Linked DNA regions of Sus scrofa: regions 1 and 2 are each linked to region 3. Evidence: chromatin contacts called from public Hi-C and HiChIP or PLAC-seq data. All regions are on one chromosome and are shown on one strand. The core of a region is the stretch at or near the end of the contact, and the rest is flanking DNA. Distances in the headings are between cores, read along the strand shown.

What was found. A called contact is a pair of places that touch in the nucleus more often than the background predicts. HiChIP or PLAC-seq counts read pairs in DNA pulled down with a chosen protein or histone mark.
Region 1: a contact with region 3 is called in an H3K27ac HiChIP or PLAC-seq map of alveolar macrophages. The contact joins the enhancer-like site here to the promoter of SDHAF3 in region 3. A contact is called at or near these places in 2 of 5 promoter capture datasets (fetal liver and liver), 6 of 47 Hi-C or Micro-C datasets (embryonic fibroblasts, fetal heart ventricle, liver and 3 more) and 1 of 2 datasets of contacts at active chromatin or transcription factors (alveolar macrophages).
Region 2: a Hi-C map of skeletal muscle shows a contact between it and region 3, with 4 times the contacts expected there. The contact joins the promoter of C1GALT1 here to the promoter of SDHAF3 in region 3. A contact is called at or near these places in 1 of 5 promoter capture datasets (fetal liver) and 1 of 47 Hi-C or Micro-C datasets (skeletal muscle).

What each region holds. Positions count from the first base shown.
Region 1 is chr9:77,267,463-77,272,271 of Sscrofa11.1, forward strand. No RefSeq gene overlaps it. Among named protein-coding and RNA genes, the nearest start is that of ASNS, 66 kb to the right of the region's middle. Within about 2 kb of position 2,604, at least 4 of the 83 cell types and tissues checked have an H3K27ac peak or open chromatin away from gene starts, as enhancers often do. A contact at or near this core is called in alveolar macrophages and retroperitoneal adipose tissue, where this site is marked.
Region 2 is chr9:77,506,832-77,511,353 of Sscrofa11.1, forward strand. It overlaps C1GALT1 (glycoprotein-N-acetylgalactosamine 3-beta-galactosyltransferase 1), which reads left to right and starts at 2,511. Exons shown (of 5, transcript XM_021063389.1): 1 at 2,511-2,747. It overlaps LOC102161092 (a long non-coding RNA gene), which reads right to left and starts at 2,413. Exons shown (of 6, transcript XR_002335827.1): 1 at 2,000-2,413; 2 at 1,310-1,383.
Region 3 is chr9:76,698,218-76,703,103 of Sscrofa11.1, forward strand. SDHAF3 (succinate dehydrogenase assembly factor 3, mitochondrial) reads left to right here and starts at 1,295. Exons shown (of 2, transcript XM_021063386.1): 1 at 1,295-1,536. The coding sequence starts at 1,363.

The DNA of each region.
Region 1 (4,809 bases), core at 1,354-3,853, 570 kb after region 3:
TGCCCTCCACATTTACACTGGAACACCCAGAACACACAGAAGACTAATATTGAGCAATTCAGTTGCATTGGCAACTCTGAATCACAGTCTTTACTGGTGAATATAGAATGGAAGGCAAAAATGCGGATGTAGATATGTCCTCTAATAGAATTCTTCCGGAGCATCACTACTCTTGGTTGACAAATACAGTTCATATACTTCAGCTTCTTCTGCTACTCTTTTCTGAGCAAATCAGTAATGCAACTTCCTTGATAAGCCAAAATGATGACCAGTCATATGCTGTATATCTGTCTGGTATCTGTATTCAGTTCAAGCCTATGTTACCTATTTTTAGAGCAGGGAATTGTGTTCCAGTTCATTAAGTTAGCATATGAAAATACAGTGTGGAGAAAATACTACCGTATATTAACTGAAAACATGTTTTGGTATAATGTTGTCAAGCATTTTTTACTAAGCATTTTATTTTTTTATTTTATTTATTTATTTTTTTTTTGTCTTTTTGTCTTTTGTTGTTGTTGTTGTTGCTATTTCTTGGGCCGCTCCCGCGGCATATGGAGGTTCCCAGGCTAGGGGTTGAATCGGAGCTGTAGCCACCAGCCTATGCCAGAACCACAGCAACTCAGGATCCGAACCGCGTCTGCAACCTACGCCACAGCTCACGGCAATGCCGGATCTTTAACCCACTGAGCAAGGCCAGGGAGCGAACCCGCAACCTCGTGGTTCCTAGTCGGATTCGTTAACCACTGCGCCACGACGGGAACTCCTACTAAGCATTTTAAATAGCATTTTTTAAAGTAGTTGGATTGACTCTGTGTTTCTCAATGACAGCTACTATTGGCGTTCAGGAGGAATAATTCCTCATTATTCTGTGCACTGACTTATGTTTGGCATGCCTGGACCCCCTCCACTAAGTGTAAATAGAATCTCCCAGTCATGTGACAATAAAAAATGCTCCAATATATTTCAAAACGATTCCTAGGGCAATAATGCTATCCTCTTTCCCAATAAAGAAACTTTTGATAAGGTTCTCACTAAGAGTTGATGCATTTAGGAGCTCCCATCATGGCTCAGTGGAAATGAACCCAAGTACTATCCATGAGTTCCATCCCTGGACTTTCTCATGGGGTTAAGGATCTGGCGTTGCTGTGAACTGTGGTGTAGGTCACAGAAGTGACTCGGATCCCACACTGCTGTGGCTGTGGTGTCAGCTGGCAGATGTGACTCTGATTTGATCCCTAGCCTGGGAACTTTAACATTTATAAATGAATTATCAATTAAGAACTACAAAAACATTCACTAAAATGTTTATTGGTTATTGGGGCCGAGATATTTTTTCTTTTATCTCTTTGCTTACCTTTTTTCTGGTTTTATTCAATGAATATGCATTTTTTAATACTTGAAAAAGATATAAAAATCATAGGGAAAGGCTTTAGGAAGAAATTTTCAGATCTTAAAGGGAAAGATTTTCATACATACTGTAGCAATTTTGCCTCTATTATCATGATCAGCTGTTTCTCAGCCATAATTTGAACTAATTTAAATGCATACTCACCTGCTGTTTTTTTTTAAAAAAAAAGTCCCTCCCCCCCCCCACTGTGGAAGTAACATGGTAAGTTTCTGAATCATCCCATTTTGCATGAGAAGCAGGGACAAGGTAACTGGGGAGAAGAGCCCCTGGGAACATTTAGAAGAACAAGATTCTAGTGCCAGTTGTATTATAATTCTGAAACAATGAAAACATTATAGATTGAGGATGTTAGTCTCTTTGATTTTTATGTTTGCTTTTGTTTTTGTTTGAATATGTATGTATTTTATGTCAACTAACATCAATTTTTTAGTTATAATTTGAGGGACAGTTTCGTTGCTTTTAAAAAGTTGTAATATTTCTTTCTCCATTACACTGTGTCTAGAAAGGCAATGATCTACTATGACAAAGAAGCAAGAGTGCCACCTAGTGGCATTTTACTAAACACACACTTGGATCCCAGGCAAGGAAGAGCTGGAGAAAATCAGAGGGGTAATGTGGTGGAGAAAGTCTCTCTGAACTAACACCCCCTACCAGCTCCGGTGCACTGAATTGCAAAGACTTCTTCCTGCCTAGGATTTTAGATTTCAGGAAAATGGCATTTCTGGTCAGCCTGGGAAAAATGTCAACCTGAATTGCTAATTATCACTACCAAATACAAAGCTCTTCTGGAATTTGACCATTGATATCTCATAGCATCGTTTATAACTTAGACAAAATCATCTGGTTTCAGGGAGCTATTATCATCTCTGAATTCATTTATTAAATCATTTAATGAAAATTTATTGGGTACCCTAATTTCCAGGAACTGCACTAGGCAGTAAGAAAATACAGGGGTGTAAGATACATTTGCCTGGAGAGAAACGCAATATATCATGGGATACAAAGCTGGATGATCAGTTGTCAACTCGGCATCACCACCATCCCCTTTAAGCTCTCCTCTTAGAATCCTCTTCCCTGGGGAGGTGGAGCTGCTTGTAAGAGGAAGTTGCCAGAGATGGGAAGCAGGAAGAGGAAGAGAAACTGTGTTCTCTATAGGCAGCTGCAGCCAGACTCCTGTGCAGATGAAAGATTCAAAGCAGCTCCCTGGGGAGCTCTAAGGACCACTGGTGTCACCATTGTGCCCTAAGGCAGCACGAGAGTTTCTCTGAGATTCTTAAGTCGAAGCAGCTTCCAGGTGGAGCTTCCAGGAACCATCTACACTATTACTTTGGGCCAGATCTTCAGTGTCAGCCTCCAGTTTCTCCGCGGTGGATTTCCTGATTTCATTACACCCTCAGCTCTTCCTATACTCAAGTAAGTCCCTAATTCCTGGCGCAAACCCTGTAGGCCCAGAAAACATGGAGTGGCTTCTGTTTTCCTGCCCAAGCTCTGACCGATTCAGACACAAGGTGAGATAATCCTACATCACCACCCTAGCATAGTGATATAGGGACATAAGAAGTTTTACACGAACTAAGTAGGAGAGCTCCTCAGCTTTAGGAGGATCAGGGGAGGCTTTCCAGAGAAATTGGCATCTGAGATTAGTTTAACTGTGAAAAGAAATTATCCAGGTATGAAGGAAGACTTAGAGAATAATGCATTTAGGGGAAAAGTCAGGCTTTAGAAAGACTAGCTAACCAAAATACAAAAAGAAAAAAACCCCACCAGGCTACAAGTAACCAAGTTTACAGTTAGTGTGTTGATGGAGGGTAAAATGGCAATTTTCTCATATGATTATCTTTTTTGTAAAGGTCATTACAGATGTGTAGATATCAATGTGCCAAAATGTAACGGGGCTTCATTCACTCCATCACCTTAACCAGGTTGGCTCCCCAAATTCCCCAGCTGCTGTGGAAGCCAGCCACTAACAACTCACAGCTGCAGCCTTCTCTGGAGAATTGCCCTCAACTGATAGGTGTTCCCTCTCCTGAAGTGCCTTCCTCCTGAAAGGTTTTGCCTTTCTTCGAGGGCATCCATGGCCAAGGGCTGACTGATACAGGCAGGCAAAAACCTGGCCCCCTGCCTAAAAGTAGGATAACTTTGTGATGCCTTTCACTCTCCCCATGGTATAAGCTAAGAATGGGCATTAGCAGAACTTCATCTTTGCTTGGCTTTTCCCACTGTCCTATCTTCTGCTTTCCCCACTTCTTGATGTGTGCTGGAACTATAGACAGTTTACGATTGTTTAAGCATGAAAACATGTGTGCAGCCTAGTCATACCAAGACTTCTTGTAGGAGTTTGAACTTTATCTACTAGGACTATGGCCTTCCAATTTCTGAATGGCCACACCACCAGTAAAAATAAATCTGAGCATGCTATATGGATATAATTATTAATATACTGATATGCTTTACACTTTTAGGTGGTATACAGAAATAGAAATTTTAAAGGGAAAAATTTTAAATAGAGATTCTATTTTCTTGTACCCTGATAGGTGACCTTGCATCCTACCTTGGACAACATATGCCACTTTGGGAGCCATGGAGGCAGAGAGGAATGTTGGTCAACTCTGCATTTCAGACCCAGAAACCCATTAGACTTCTCATGTCTAGGCCAAGGTTGTATAGCTGTCTTTCTTAGCTAGAATGGGCCTCCAATACCTGTTCCTGAGAAAGGAGGGAAAAAAGATTGCACAACTATTCCCTCTTCTGATGGGCATCTTGCCTAAGGATTTCCAGTCCTAAAACCTAAACAGTCCTGATAGAGGAGAGGGGGATGGGCAAATGAATCCTCCCCCACCCCGACCAATAACACACATATACATGTCCTCTCTGCCTCTTTCATCTCTTACCCCTTAGGAAGGCACTGACATCACTGCCCAATCCTTCCAGATGTGACCATGGGGACACCTCCTAAGCCAATGAAAACTCCCTGTGTTCACACCCTCATGCTCCTCCTTTCTCCCCACCACCTCCAGGTCTCGCTTTCCAGTGCCTCTGTTATGCTGGAGTGGTACTGTTCTCTCAAAAGTAAGCAAGTCCCAGCTTCTCTTGGGTCACATACATTTTCACAGTCTCCATTCCATTTGTGACTCCATCTAAGCCATCCTCGCTCCTCTGCTCAGTTATGTCACTAAGCAGAGAGGTGTGGGTCGCCTTTGAGCCCAAGAAGGAGCACAGAGGAAGATTGCTTGGAAAGTTCAGCTCCTGTCTGCTTTTGGTTTTCTCTGGTTATTCTTTCAGGTCTGAAAAAGAAAGCCTCAGACATCTCTCACACTAGGCATAAATCTTCTGTCCATAGTGTGATGGGTTCAAGTAGGAAATTGTCACCTCCACAGCTAGCATCACTTTGATCTTATTAA
Region 2 (4,522 bases), core at 1,261-3,760, 810 kb after region 3:
CTCCTAGCAATATCCACTTTCATTTTGTTGACAGGTCACATGGATAACCTGGTTTATAGGAGACTGAGGAAGTAAATTACTTTTAATTGGATACACTGTCGCCCTGAAAAAAATCAGAGCTCCCATAGTAAGAAAGAAAGTATTTGGTTTAAAAAACCAGCAGTGTCCAGCTACCCTGCTCCAAGGAGCTTTGATACATGTTACTGAATACTACACCAGACAGACCACAAGATTTGTCTATTTCACATGGGAGAATCTGGTTGTCTTGAATCACACATATAAAGTGCATTTTTCAAAGTAATCACAACTTTCTTTTTTCTAGCTGATAATGTTGAAGAACTGGCTGACATTAATGTCACTTCTAGGAATTTGTTTAAGGTGATAGTTGCACAGCTGTGCAAAGGTACATGCATTAAAAAGATCATCACAGAGTTCTTTAAAATTGTAAACATTTGAAAAAAACAGAAATGAATTGATAGAATACTAGTTAGATAAATGACTACATCCACTTAACAGACACTACACAACTTTTTAAAATGATATTGTTCATGACAGTATTCAGTGAGAAAAGAACCATGTGCATTATAAAATCCAGTTTATCATATATCATATTTATATGTCTTGGTGTTTTTTATTTTTAAGAGATATCTGAAAGAGTATAACATGAACTTTTTAAAAAAATGGTTACCTCTGGATTGTGGGATTTGGAAAGTTTTTTTTTTTTTTGTATTTGCTTAAATAAGTATGCATTGTTCTCATGGAAATAATGGCCATTTTCAAAAATATCCAAAAGGGTAGAAGGAGCTGATTTGACCTGGTATTATTTGTATCAACATAGCTTCTTGCCAGTAATTTTCTTTTTCCACTGCACCTGTAGCAAAGGGATGTTCCCAGCCCAGGGACTGAATCCAAGACACAAGTTTCAACTCATGCCATAGCTGTGGCTAAACACAGTGGATCCTTAATGCACTGCACCACAGTGGGGACTTCTACCAGTAATTTTCTTAGATGTGCTATAGCTGAACTTATCCTTGGAAGAGTTTCTTATTTTTGCTTATCTGCAAATATTTTCTGTATTCATTATAAATTTCACTAAAATTGAAATAAGACCCTTGGGGCATTTTGTCTTGTTTTGCTTTCCATTTGGAACACTCTGACCTCTGAAGGGTCTCTTTTCCTGCTACATAGTGGCTGTAGAAGGGAATATGGGAGGCTGGGCGATAATTACAAGTTGAGGAAGAGAAAAGAGGGTGGAGGTAAGGATATAAGAGAGAAGTCTGGAGGCATGAGCCAGAGAAACAGCACTAACCTGGACGTCAGATACTTGCACTTCTCTTCTAGATCAGGCTTTTCAGTTTATTTTTCTGACCTCAGCTTTCTCATCTGAAAAATGAGAGGTATGGGTAAGAATCACTAGATGTTTTAAAATTCTTTTGGAAGATTCTTTGGGATCTTATAGTGGCACATCCCGGTAAACTGCACTAAAGCTGAATCTGAACAAATTAAAGGAGGGGAAAACAACCATACCTTACTAAATGTTGTTATTATTTCTCCCAAGCACATTAAGTAACTTGCCAAGTTTACCGAGCTAATAGGTGGAGGGTTCAAGATTGAGGCCACAGCCCCTAGGCAGTAAAGAACTACTGAGAAGGGCATTAAAGGAAGCAAGTTTGCTTTCTCACCCTCAAGCCAGGCCTTGTAGATGATGATTAACACCAATTAAACCCAGACATTACCCCCACCTGCTGATTGCTGTGGGGCAGCCTCAATCGCTCCAGGGCTCCTCCCTCTAAACCCAAAACAGTTTTCCGATACAAAATCCCTTTACAAACTAAAAAGTGACGGGGGGTGGGGAGCGGGGGTTGCTGGTAAAGCTCCCAAGAATTCCAGCCACTGCCTGATAGCACTGAAGTAATGACGGAACTAAAGACCACGTGTGTATGTATGCAGGCTTCGTAGTATCACTAAGTTGGTTTTCAGCCCTTCCTAGTTCACATACCTGGTTATCCAACACCCGTTTGTATACCTCATCTTGTTGTACTTCCTTTTAATAAGGCCAGAGATACAGACTAAGGACAGTCGGGAGAAGGGATAAAAGCAGTAAAAAGAAAGGGTTAAGAGCAGGCTAGAGGCCCTAAGACTCCTGCAGGGTAAGAGCCTGCCCCTCAGACAAAGGTCCCTCAGGTATCCGCAGCCTCAGTTCCTGCTGCTTTAATTCTTTCAAAGGTCCGGAAGCCACTGCAAGACCCTATAGCAGAACGAGGAAGGCTGAGGCCACCCGTAAGGAGCGGATAGAGGGCTGCGACTATTGCTCGCAGAAAACCCGACTTCCCAGACCCCTTCGCACAGGGCGGGGCGTGCGCTCGGTGGCCTATCCCCACGCCAGCACGTCGCCGTAGCCCCGCCTCTCCCTGCCCCCTCGCTCCGCCCTTCCCTGGGGCTGGTGCGGCAGCGGCGACGTCAGAGCTCGGAGACCCCTGGGTGGCGGCTGCGCCGTCGGCGGGCCGCGGCCTGGACGCGCTGCGGGGAGGGGCGGAGCGAGCGGGCGGGAGCGAGCGCTGGGCCCGCCTCGGCCGCCGCCGCTGCCGCCGCCGCCGCCGGGGAATAATCTGGGCGGCAGCGGGCGGCCCCAGCTAGCAGCCACGAGCCACTTCTGCGGCTGCCGAGAAGAGCGAAGGTCGCCGGTCTCGTGGCGTCCCCCTCTCTGCCCCCCAGGAGGGGCGAGAGGGAGAGGAGGCTGATGTCAGGTACGGCTGGCGGAGGCGCCCTTAGGCTGCGGGTCCAAGGTCTCTGTTCCCCTCGCCCTCCCCCTCTCGGAGTGTGCGTGTGGGGGGAGCGTGGAGGGTGAACCCAGCCCCCAGCGCCACCAAACAGGTGTCTCGGAGTCGCCGCCGGGGCTGGGCAAGTGCGGGCTCCGGAGGGAGGCACGGGGCACTTCCTGCTCCCCGCGCCTCTGCGAACTGCCATTGGGGCCGCCTGCCCTCCGGGCCGCTATTTTGTTGACAAGTAGCCTCCTCTGGGTCGTGGATTCTTCCTTTTTGCCCTCTCGCTCGCCTCGTTTCCTCGCGCGCTGCCTGCCGTCGGGTGGCGACGGTGAGGCGCCGACTGCGCTGGAGGATCGCGCGGCTGGACCATTTAGCGGTCCTGCCCCGCGGGTCCCGCCCCGCCCCCGCGGACCGGCGGGCACTCAGGTGTGGGCACCTTCCGTGAAAGCCGCCGGGCAGCCTCACCGCCCCAGCGCCCAGCGAGCCGGCGCCTTCCGCAGGTGCCGGGGGACTTCCTCGGGGCTCTCTTGGATCATCAGGTTTGTCTGTGGCTGACTGGGTCTTTTAAATTTCCCTGCCTCTGGCGGAATGAACCAGGCAGGTGTGTGTTTAGGTACTTGATGCGTGGAGGACGGACGAGCAAAGGAGTTTTTTCCTTCCACTCTCCATTCTCCTACAAGGTGTGCTGAGATTAGTAGGTGCTGACAAAAGGACCTTATAACTCTAAATTAAAATAAATTGTATATTCAAAAAAGAGCGAAATTTAGGAGTGGTTATTCTTCCCCAGCTCTTACCTTCTCCCTTTATTTTTTTAAATGACAAAACAGCTTACGCTTTGGAGAAGTTGACTAGGTTTATAATCTAGTTCTCTTAATTCTTTGTGGTTATTTTTAAAGCCTTTCGGAGTGAAACCTAGAATCCTAACCGTGAATTGATTTCATCGTGCTTTTAAAAGTTAGTTATAAAGTTAGAACTTTAGTGCATCAGAGTGAGTAATTAGGCCGTTGTGACAGAAATATCTTCATTTACTAAAAGTTGGGCGTTTAACATAGATAGCTCTACCTCTGTGCCAGGAAAAAGTGTTGTGCAGGATTTCAAGTTACTTAATCCTGATATTACTTTAGACAGTGGGAATCTGAGTTTTTAGGACGTCTAACTTTTTGCAACTTTCCACAATGTTATCAGATAATTATCAAATGAGCCTTATGCACATGATGCTGTGTGTTCGAAGTATTATGTATAGTAATTATTTTGTTTTCTATCAGCCTTAGTGTGTATTGATGCACAGTTTAATTGAATGTAAAGTTTCAAGTTACCAAACAGTTAACTCTTTTTGTCATATGTTAAGTAAAACAGTGATTTAGTGAGGAAAGTATGACTCATTTAAAATTCTTCACAGGAAAATAATATGGTTTTTTTGTACTAGTGGAGAACTGTTAAATGTCTGTTAAGTTTGCCTGGAATTTGTGTTTTTCTGTATCTTTTTACTTAGGATTCAGCATTTTAAAAATGTTTTGTGATTACTACCCATTTAAATATAGGTATTTTTAAGTATTTTGGGGGGGATATAGATTATACTAGTCTCCAATTTTGAGTAAATTCAGTATCCCAAAATTATTAGAATTTTATCATAAACTTATTTAGGACTACATCAGTTAATGATCACTTAATGATGGAAATAGAAATGCGTGGCATTTAGATGTATACTGTTTGATTTGTGCCAAGATAAAAATTGCATTATAGTACTTATACACTTT
Region 3 (4,886 bases), core at 45-2,544:
GGTCTCATCAGAAGGAGACCTAAAGTGATGAGTGAAATAAAGGTGTTAGCCAAGATCGATGAGGCAGAACATTCCAAACAGTCGTAAGAGCAAATACCAAGGCCCTTAGGAGTGTAACTGCCCTGTTCAAAGATGAATTAGGGGCTTGAAGACCAGTGCGCTGAAGTTGACCAACTCGGGAGAGAGCAGTAGGAGAAAATTTAGAGAGCCAAGAAGTGGAGAGACTTTGGATTCTACTCTGATGAGAAGCCACTGAAGGATTTTATTGGTCAGAAGATTGACATGATTTTTTTTAAAGCTAGAAATATAGTAATAAAAAGCTATGTAAAAAGATGTGATCAGAGTTACAGGAACGAGCAAGGCAGCTGGACACCATCAGCAGCAGAGGCTGTTGAAAATCCTAGGCAGGAGTGACATGATTTGATTTACAGTTTAGGTAAATGATCAGAGTTGATTAGGGCAGAGCAGAAGACAAAAGCGACTACAGTATCTGGTAAGGAGAGACTCATGGTGGAGGGAGTAGTGAAAAATGGTCGAATTCTACATACACTGTGTTGGTGGAGCCATCAGGGTTTGCTGAAGGACCAAAGGTGTGATGGGAGAGGGAATGAGGCCAAACTGCTGCCACTTTGACTGGTCACACTCTCAGTAGTGCCTTTGTAAAAGGTAGAGATTTGTGAATGCCCTGATTCTACATTTGCATCTCAAAATACTTAATCAGAATTTCCAGGATGGTAGCCTTAGAAACAATACATTTAAAATGCTAATGATTCTTCTACAGCCATCTTGACCTGAGACAACTTGACCTGCTGCCTCAAGTCTCACTTGAGTTACCAGGGCTTCAGGGTACAAATTAGGACCACAACACCGAGCAAGGTACGTGGGTGGTGGGCTCGTGGACAAAGAGATGACTCCCATTTCTGTCCCTTTCGAAGAACGCAGGGACAACGTAAGATATCTTAAGTGGGTTAAGCTAACCATGGAAGGCTTCCTGAGGCCTTTATGAGGAGGGAATGGTGTAAGATGAATAGAAAAGATGACGGGGCGTGAGTGAAAGACAACAAGCGGCAGACGCCTGACCGCGGGTGGGCAGCCTCTCTGCCCTGACTCAGCACCTGAGCAATCGCAGCTCAGGCGCTCCACGAAAGCCACGCCTCTTCCAGAGAAGGGCCGGCCCATTTCCCCCCAGCAGCTGAAGTTCCGGTTTCCGGAAGGTCCTAATATTAGAAAGGACCAAATCGGATGAAGGTCGCGCGCCTTCTTCCGCCTACGTCACGATTTGCAAATATACCCGGCTGGTAAAGTGGGCGGGCACACATCATCAATCTGCGCAGGCGCGGTCTGTGGTCCACGCGCGGGATTATGCCGGCGCGGCACGTTTCACGAGTTCGGGCTCTGTATCGGCGTATTTTGCTGCTGCACCGGTCTCTGCCCCCAGACCTCAAAGCCCTTGGCGACCAGTATGTGAAGGACGAATTTAGGAGACATAAGACCGTTGGTTCTGAAGAGGCCCAGCGTTTCTTGCAGGAATGGGAGGCAAGTGACTGCTCCCTTTTTTCCGCCCCAGACCTTCGGGGTTCCTCAGAGGTGTCCCTGTTTGTCTCTGGGAGAGACGCCTGTCCTTGGCTGGTTTTCCCTGGGCCCCCTTAAGCTCGAACACGGCGGCAGGCTGTTCCGTTTAAATTAAACAGTGCAAAGTCGTTCAAACAGTACTTCGCAAAGTTACACCCCAAACTGGTCTCTTTTTCCCACAGGTTCTTAGCTGTAGCAGATCTTGCTATATCAGCGTCTCCAAGTCAGTTTAACTTTGCCAGGCACTGGAGGGGTTAAGAGAAGTTTATAAAATTAAGTCGCCGTCAAGTGCTTATAGAGTTTATCGTTTAACAGTTTTTTGTCTTCTCCAGCGCCTTGATAAATTTATGGTATTACTAGTTTTCAGTGTTTTAGAGGCTTGTTTCTATACATACTACTTTTAAAATCTTAGCGCTCTTTGTTGGGCTTTGATAACAAATCAGATAAGACTGGGGTGAGAGGATTACAAGCGGTGGGCGGAAAAGCTAGTCAGAGTTAAGTCAGGTGAAAGTTGGTTTCAAGTCACGTCATTTTTGTAATTGCTCTGCATTATTGCAGTAAATCTAGAGACACATGCATTGGGGATTAGCCCTTTGATTCCCCCTCCCCCTTTTTAGTGATGTCAGAAGATATTTATCGTATTTCATTCCGAATGTTTAGTGGGATTGGGAACCATTCAGGATTGACCATAGGTATGATGTACAAATAGAAGAAATGAATGGAATTGGCGAATAGGGCGACGTTTCAGGTATTTGAAAGCATGAAGCAGTGTTGATTTAAGAACCGAGGTAAGCAACTCTTCAGCCTAAAAAGTTGATGGTTAAAGAGAAGACTACTAAAGACGGTTTTTTGAAAAAAAGCTACAAAGAGTGAACACAGGGTGAACAAAGTGTGAACGTTAGGGTGAACACAAGTTTTTCACTGACTCACAGAATTTTGATGGTAGAATCATTGATGCTTGCAAGAGAGACATTTAGGACGGTGATGAAATTTAGAACTTGCCTGCAAAGCATGTGTATTGGATGTAATAATCCTGTCTAGAGCCAGGGAAGTTGAATTTTTTAAAATGCAGACTGCTTTCATTAAATATGGTTTAACTTGGTCTTGGAATCAGAAGAACTGGATTCAAATTCAGGTACCGACGTTATTAAATGTCAGATCATTTACCAGCCTTACTTTCTTATCCGTAAATTAGTAACAGTATTTACAGTATGTATCTCTAAATTCATGTATGCATATGTATTTAAATCACCTTGTAAGTTGCTAATTGCAATGAAACTGTATGATATTCACGTGTTAAGTGACATCTTTTAAGCCAGGTCAGTTTGTGGCAGGACAGGAAGGAGCTCCATATATGTTGGGAATAAATAAGGGCACTTTGATAGGTCTTAAAATATAAGATCTGGAAAGTTTTTTTCAGAAAAAAGTAGGATAAACTGATAATAAGCTAGAGGAAAGACAAAAGCAAACAGCTGGCTAAAAAAAAAAAAAAAGTGTTAACCCAGGAAACTTGAAATCAGTAATTCAGTTAAAAAACAAAAAACTCCCCACTCTACTGGTGCTGTGTGCAGTTTGATCTCTGGGATTCTTTGACACACTTCTACTAAAATTGCTTATAAACTTGATTTTGTTTTACTTTAAATGTCTCTGGGGAAGATAAAGGGGAAGGATCAGAATGTTAAGAGGACTCAGAATGGGGAGGAGGGTTCTCTATACCCTTCACCTGTGACCATGGAAAGCTGTGGCAAATGGAGGAAATTGAGCTGGGGAAATTTCATGGACCATTCGGGGAAAGGTAAGAGGAAAGTATCTTATTTTATCTTAAGAATTAAAAAACGTAAATGTATACTTAGAGAATAAGTAGTGAATTTATATAATTCCTTACCGTAAGAGAAAAAATACTAAGTTCAGGAAGAGATGTTGAGCCTCTGTTAAAATGTTTGAAACTGCTTGGTAAGATACTCATTGTAATCTTACTCCCAAGTGTTTTAGGAGGCGGTTACTGAAAGTGGAATTGGGGCTGGAGAGATCAGGGTATCTTGCTTATTATGGCATTTTTAAAGTTCGAACTATGCTCAGTTTTGAAGAATAGTAGATTTAGGTAGTGCTTCCCGTTTTTCTCTCGGTGCCTACCCAGTTTTGAAGAGAACACCTTCTTGAAACTTACTTTTAGGGAAATCAGAATAGGCATTGAAAACTAGATAGCTAGTAAAACATGTTCATGTTAGAATGTGAGACAAAAAAATAGATCTCTGGAGCCACATGTTTTAATTTCTCATTTTTAGACCCATTTATTTTATGTCTATTGCTTTCTTGCCTGGTTTCTATTGTTTTCCTGCTTTGCTCTGTGTCTCTTCCAGGATATTTATAGTAAAAGTTCTGTTTCTGGAAAAAGCAAAATGCTTAAGCATTCTTTAAATAGTTATTGATTACTTATTGCCAGGCAAAGTGCTGGGCATTGTTTGACATAAGAATGAGTAATAGGAGTTCCCTGGTGGCCTAGTGGGTTAAGGATTTAGCATCACTGCAGTAGCCAAAGTCACTGCTGTGGTGTGGGTTTGATCTTTGGCATGGAAATTTTTGTATGTCTTGGGTGCAGCCAAAAAAAAAAAAAAAAAAAAAAAAAAAGGAATGATATATTTTATGGTGCCCAAAGTTAAAGTATAACAGACAAGTGTAACCTAGTATGAAAGGGTATCAAATGCTGGGGGAGCAGGAAGGATTGGAGCAAGTTGAGGCCATTTAAAATGTCTGAGCTGAAGTTTGAGCAAGTCACAATTACCATGAAAAGAAAGACTCTCAAAAGACGAAGTAACATAGGCAGAGGTGTTGAGGTAAGAAACAGTATGATTTTTTCCAAGATCTGCAGTGATACGTTTAGAATTTAATGTATTGCATGGGATATTAGGAAGAGATAAAGCTAAAGAGGTGACAAGAAACAGGATATTCTGCTAAAGATTATAGGTATTTACTTTGACTCACTGAAAGATTTTAAGTAGTGGTGAAAGTAATTCAGATTATATTCTAGAAGATCACTTTGACAGCAATATAAAGGAATGGTCGAAGAAGGAGCCAGATTGAAGGTAGGGAGAACTGTGAGGAGAGTCGCGGTAATCCCAGATATATATTGCCCGAACTGAGATAGAGGTGTTGAGGATGGAGAGGAGGGGTTTTTGTGTTACCCTTTTAAGGTAGGATTAGGCTTGACTTGGTGATCGATAATAGGGTTAGTTAAGGGGGAGGAAATAGAATGGATAACTCAAGTTTTGGAATGTGATTTAAATAACCAGAATAAGTAGGAGGAGCAGGTGGAA